2 separate regions of the Danio rerio genome follow, and region 1 is linked to region 2. The links are chromatin contacts, called in public Hi-C maps. All regions are on one chromosome and are shown on one strand. Each heading gives the region's core, a stretch centred on a gene start, on an enhancer-like site or on the middle of the called end of the contact. The rest is flanking DNA. Distances are from core to core; before and after follow the strand shown. Region 1 overlaps arap3 (ArfGAP with RhoGAP domain, ankyrin repeat and PH domain 3). Region 2 holds the start of arap3 (ArfGAP with RhoGAP domain, ankyrin repeat and PH domain 3).

Region 1 (3,204 bases), core at 287-2,786, 52 kb before region 2:
AATTTAATCGCCTCCACCAGGATTTTGAGAACCCAGTGTTTTTTGAGATCAAAAAAGAGAATGTTACAGGGTTTTTGTGTATTTTCACAGCAAAACTCAATTAAAGCAAACAATAGCCTAAATTTAGAGAAAAGAGGTCACAAAATCAGTCATTTTAGCTCACAAAAATAAAGCCCCACCAGAAGGGGAAAAAATACATAAAAATATATTGAAGTACACATGAAATCAAAACTAACAATATTGATTTTGTTAGCTCACATTGTTAGTTTTGTGGTGAACGTCATTTAAAAAAAAATCATTTGACCTTGTAATCTCAAAATAAAAATTTGAAAATGCTCTTCTCAGATTATGTCAGAGGTATTGTGTCACAATACAAAAAAAATTTTAAAATACGGTGTGACAATACAAAAAAAAATTGTTGCAACTTCCGGTTCATGCAGGCTTGTAAAGAATTATTAGCCCCCATTTGATTTTTTTTCTTTTTTAAATATTTTCCACTGATGTTTAACAAAGCAAGGACATTTTCACAGTATGTCTGATAATATTTTTTCTTCTAAAGAAACTTGTTTTAATTCGGCTAGAAAAAAGGCAGTTTTCAATTTTTTAAACACCATTTTAAGGTCAATATTTTTAAGGTCAATAAATTTTTCAAATTTTTTTGATAGTCCTTAGAACAAACCATCATTATACAATAACTTGCCTAATTATCCTAACCTGCCTAGTTGACCTAATTAACCTAGTTAAGCCTTTAAATGTCACATTAAGCTGTACAGAAGTGTCTTAAAAATATCTAGTCAAATATTATTTACTGTCATCATGGCAAAGATAAAATACATCAGTTATTAGAAATGAGTTATTAAAACTATTATGTTTAGAAATGTGTTAAAGAAATCTGCTCTCCATTTAACAGAATAATTCAGGGGGTTTAATGACTTCAACTGTATTTATAACTATAAACTAAAAATAAATGTGAAAATACTCATTTTAAATGTACTTTTAAATATGAAATAATTGTTTTTTTTAACATCACTCAGCTAATCAGACCAGTCTATAAAGCTATCTATTTTTAAATAGAACTTTGGAAGCTATAAACTTCATCCATACAAGTACTCTTGTGCACACAAATGTGCAAGTCCAAGCAAATCAGTGTCCTGACCACAAACAGCATCACAAAATCAGCATTTTAACCACAGAGCTCTTAGACTCCCAACACACAGGTGACTATTATCTTACCAAAATACGTAATCATACAGATAACCTGGTTAGATGATCTACCATTATGTGAACAAAAGCAGTATTTGTGGTGACGCAGAGCGAGCGAAATTCCCCCCTCGACAATGTTCAAAACAAATCACTTCCTTTTCGGAGTTGAAACTTTTGTCTCACTATCAGAGTGACAACATCAAGATAATTGCCGAATACACTGAAGACAAAGCAAGAAGCCCGCAGACAATTTGCTTAGCGAAAGCTTCTGGGCAGGGACACACACCAGAGGCCCGAAAAACACAACCCTCCCTTAAGGCTACAGTTGCAGAACAATGCAGAAGCGCCTTTCTTCCTCCAAATGCATCCTGTCATATCAGGAAAGCCACAGGAATGGGGGGAAGGACCGAGGAAGTCAAAGGGAATTCCTCTAGTAAGTACGGGCTCTTTTGTAAAGCGCACTTCTAAAAGTTATTCGATGCAAAAGTCATTTGATACTTTCCAAACCTCCTGCTTTTTACCTTCAGACAAGACACTGTAATCGGAGTAATTCTGGCTGAGTGTGTTAAAGAAACAGCAACAATTTAGTGGGCAAAGGTGCAATAATTGAACATTAAAGACATATAATCTCCAGGTAAAGAGAAATACTTACAAAAAACATGGAGAGTGCTCTTCTTGTGTGAAGCTTCCTCTGCAAAAACAAACACACACAAAGACAAGTGAAGCTAAAACCCAAAGTCTTTTTATACACACTGTAAAGAAATATCTGCATTTTGAGTATTTTGTGATTCACAAGTGTTTATTTATGAGTGTGAATAGCAATATGGGACCCTGATCTCTGCTCTGCAGACTTTTGGTGTTTTATTGTGACTTAAGAAATAATACGTATAGACAGGGGCAGACTGGGACAAAAATTCAGCCCTGGCACTGTAGCCACACAAATTACCACACCGACACAGCCCCACCCACAGACACGCACATTCACTATTAATTTTGGTGTACAGATGATGAAATAATATGACATTCTTGCCAGATTTTGATTACGTTCAGGTAACCTCGGATTGGGTCGGCCCATCTTGAAACCAGGCGGCAATTGCCGATTGGGCCAAATGCTTAACATTAATTATTATTATTATTGTCATCAACATAATAGCATCTAGCAAGAGATAAAAGCTGTCTGCACTTAAAAACAATACATATTAAAAAAAAAAAAAAAAAAAACTGACCGGCCCACATTTAAAAATTGGTCCGGCCCTTCTGGCATTTGCCAGAATTGCCAGATGGCCAGTCCGCCCCTGCGTATAGAGAAATAAGTTTGTAAAATAGCTGAAGATGTACTGGCAGTTTAACAAGGTTTTTGTATCATAATATACAACACCAACCCAGACAATAGATAACTTTAAACTATTAAAAATGTTAATAAAAGACAACTTTTCTAATATTACAAAGGTTGTTGGAAAAAAGATTAAGGTGCCATAATCTAATTTAAAAAGCATTAAAAAATGAGAAAAAAATAAACACATGAATCTCAAAATACGGAAAACTGCTAATTTACAGATATTTTTTACAGTGCATCTGTGTTAAGGATTGTGACCAGTGCATGTGATGTTAATTTCAGCACAGTATGCTTTTTGAACTACTACTACAATAAAGTATGTAGCATTTCAAATATCATGCCAATGCATAACTATCTTATGGTTTGCTAATTTAGTAGTTAATTCATATGAATTTGAACGGTTTTGTACATACACCTTCTTTCTAAAAATCATACAAATGTATAATTTATCTACTAATTTATCACAACAGTAAGTCATTTTGCTTTCCCATTTTTAACACATTGTTGTGTAAACACATTCTAAGAATATTTTAAAACACTAGTTGTGACATTAACTAGGACTATGCTTATTGCCTGATTTTTTTTTTCTAATTGTGCCTTTGACTGTTTTTGCACTTACTAGTTTCATCCACAAGATGTCAACACTAAATCAAGCCTTTGTTTCA
Region 2 (3,580 bases), core at 579-3,078:
AAATGCAGCGTGTTTCTTCCATTGTTTGTGCTGTGACCAAACGCAGCGTGCTTCTTCAGTTTTTGTGTTGTGACAAAACGCAGCAGGTTTCTTTAGTTGTTTGTGTTGTAACAAAATTCAGCATGTTTCTTCAATTGTTTGTGTTGTAACAAAATGCAGCACGTTTCTTCAGTTGTTTGTGTTGTGAGAATTTGCAACACGCGTGTTGTCAAACTGATGAAGATCGTTTCTTAATTTGCTGGTGTTTTTGTAATTGCAAGTGTTTTCTTAAATTGCAGCGTGTTAATCTCTCTTGGCCTCTGTACCAAATAGAATAACCATGCTGAATTTAATAAACAGCATGAAAAAAGTAAGTAATCTAAAAGTAATCCAAAAGCAGTCAGAATACATTACCTAAAGTTAATTATCTAGATTCCATTACTGACTACGTCTGACTAAAAATGTCTGCACTCCACAGCATTATAAAAAGTCATGTTACTATATTATAAATATATTATAAGTGACTATAATACATTATAATAATCAATTAATTATAAACTTGATAAAAAAGCAAAAATAATTATGCTATTTATATATTGTATTATTATTTATTCAATGCAATATTTCAATGCATTATTATATTATATTATATTATATTATATTATATTATATTATAGCCATTTTTTCATTTACATCTAAAAAGAAGAATCCGATTACCCAGATAAAGTTTATGTCAGGAATACTTTGTTAATAATCACACTAAATAAAAAAGCTGTATTAAATTGACATGTCGAAGGCAAAATCTCTACAATTTTCGAGAAAACTTCCCATCCTCCAAGTGTCTTAAAAAGCACTGAGAGAAATACAGGTCAGATTATGCAACAAGAGATTTATCACAATTAATACAGTCGTCCATGTCGTGAGAACTTAATCTGCATTTGGGAATCTGCTCAGACAGACATATGGCATACATGAGTTTAATAAAAAAAAAATAATTACAACTATGCATGTAGGCTACTATAAAAGTGGTGGGTGTGTATGTAAAGTTTCTCCCCATGTAAGTTTGCTGAATGGAAATGATTTCTGCAGGGGCCTCCAAAATGGCATGTTATTCTAGCACAATCCCCGGTGACTCCCACAAATGTTGTGTCTGTGAGGAACTGGCAAATTATATCTGGGTGTTTCTAATTCAGTTTAAACCAAACTGTGACATTCAGCGAGTGTAAAGCCTGTGGATATCGGATTCCTCAGTGAGTAAAAACACACCCTGCCAATCTCACACACCACAGTACAGCACAGTACAGTACATGCTGACTACATGACTGCTGCTTCTGCTGCTGATCCTGAAACGAGAATCAATGCAGTTTCATCTGAACAGTCAACAATCCTGGCTAATGGTTAAACTAACGTTAGCGACCACTACCAAAAAAAAAGTACATGACAGCTTCTGCAATATAACTTCTGAACAAAACCTGGGGTACCTTTAGAACACCAATTTATATCGTTTGCAAGAAATGAGTTAACTTATAATAATAAAATGAAACTAAAAGTTGAAACACCTCAATACACACTCTGATGAGCGTTTAGATGTGGAATCAAACCAACCGCTATGCGATATCTAACTTAACGTTAGATGTCAACTGGAATGTAAAAGGATTGTAAATAGCACCTTACCGTTGTTGATTCGCGTCACATATTCCCGTGTTTTGTCGCTGTGTTGATGCTGGAGCGTTGTAAACTCCAATAATGTGAGATGTGGTGGAGAAAGTTTGAGTGTTGAGCTGCTGATAGTTGTGTTTGTTATACCGGAGGTTTCAGTGCACGGCGCTGCTCAGCACTGTGAGCTCTTAAAGGGACAGTGTTCAGCCGACAGTTAACTGATCGCCGCGCTCTTAAGAGCCACAAAACCACAACAAATTACAGTGGTTTAAAATGTTACTCTTCTTCCATTCAACAAAGTACATAGTAAAATACTGTTTTTGCACTTGGTGTGTGCATGTGTCGGACTGCCTGTGTCATCTGCTTGTTTTACCTGTGCAAAAAAGTTTGTAGTTTTGATTGATGAAAAAGAAATGTGTTTAATATTGCCATAATTATCAATACATTTGTTTAGGAGAGCAAAGATGTTTAGCTTTACTTTCATATTGTTCCAGTTATTTTTTTATATATTTTCTTGTTTTTAACATTTGAGAGGATGCGTGCATTTAGGAGTATGCGCAGGACTTCCGGTGCCACCACATGGTTATTTACCTGTACAAAAACAGTATACATTGTGCTGCTTTATTTTAATGGTAAAGTCTAGTTGGGATACAGCTGCGGATACTCACATCAATATAGCATCATTTTTGTGACACTGTACAACAGTTAATGCAATACTGTGATGGTTTTGCATTCGCAATTTAATGAACAATAAAACCAATATTAATAGCCTACTGGGTATAATCACTGTGATGGTTGCGTTTAGGGTTAGGGTAGGGGTAGACGTCAATAAAATGCAATTTAATGGATAATATAGCAAATATTAAGAATAATACAGGGTATAATTACTGTTTTTGCATTATTGTGGTGGTTGGGTTCAGGGTTGGGGTAGGGGTAGATGCTATTCATTCATTTTCTTTTCGGCTTAGTCCCTTTATTATTCAGGGGTCGCCACAGCGGAATGAACCGCCAACTTATCCACCATATGTTTTACGCAGCAGATGTCCTTCCAGCAGCAGCCCAACACTGGGAAACCCCCATACACTCTTGCATTCACACACACACACACACACTATGGACAATTTTATTCAATTCATGTATTGCATGTGTTTGGACTGTGGGAGAACCCGGAGTTCCCAGAGGAAACCCTCACGAACACGGGAGAACATGTAAACTCCACACAGAAATGCCAACTGACCCAGCAAGGGCTTGAACCAGCGACCTTCTTGCTGTGAGTCGGTCGTGCTAGGCACTGTTCCACTATGACACCTCGGTAGATGTTAACTTTCAGTTTTTGTATTCCTTCTAGCTATAATTAATTTATTGTTATTTATTATCTATTATTCATATTTATTACCAAACAGGCTTTATTCCAATTTTTTTTTTTTTGACTACCTTATAGCTAGAGCTGCTTGAACATTAAATGTGAGTTATTCAATGTGTTGTAAAAAAAAAGTGGCTATTGAATCATGAATCAGTCTTGTCTTGCACATTCACTGCAAATAGACTAAGTTGCAAAATATGCTGGATTGCAGTTCAGTCTGTAAAAACACTGAAAGCATTTTCCTGTTCCCTTAGGAATTTTATTATTGGCTTTTAGAACGGCCGTTTCCGTTTTTGAGTGAAATTAGGTTTGTGGTTACCATTAGGCCTACTTCAAGTCACTTTTCATGTAATTTTCATGTCCTTTCGTGACTGCTCAATCCAGCAAAATTAGCAACACAGTCCCAACTTGGTTTAACTGGATTTATTACTGATAAAATTTCTTCCAAATGTGTGTATATATATATATATATATATATATATATATATATATATATATATATATATATATATATATATATATTTATATTTATAGAGAGAGAGAGAGAGAGAGAGAGAGAGAGAGAGAGAGAGAGAGAGA

Evidence for each region. Hi-C and Micro-C count contacts between places; a contact is called where the count stands out from the background.
Region 1: a Hi-C map of embryo shows a contact between it and region 2, with 2.0 times the contacts expected there. The contact joins the enhancer-like site here to the promoter of arap3 in region 2. A contact is called at or near these places in 5 of 18 Hi-C or Micro-C datasets (caudal fin, embryo, hematopoietic stem cells and 1 more).

The regions. Positions count from the first base shown.
Region 1 is chr14:30,893,968-30,897,171 of GRCz12tu, reverse strand. arap3 (ArfGAP with RhoGAP domain, ankyrin repeat and PH domain 3) reads right to left here. Exons shown (of 34, transcript XM_682220.9): 33 at 1,856-1,894. Among named protein-coding and RNA genes, the nearest start is that of arap3, 52 kb to the right of the region's middle. Within about 2 kb of position 1,536, at least 6 of the 62 cell types and tissues checked have an H3K27ac peak or open chromatin away from gene starts, as enhancers often do.
Region 2 is chr14:30,841,473-30,845,052 of GRCz12tu, reverse strand. arap3 (ArfGAP with RhoGAP domain, ankyrin repeat and PH domain 3) reads right to left here and starts at 1,828. Exons shown (of 34, transcript XM_682220.9): 1 at 1,654-1,828.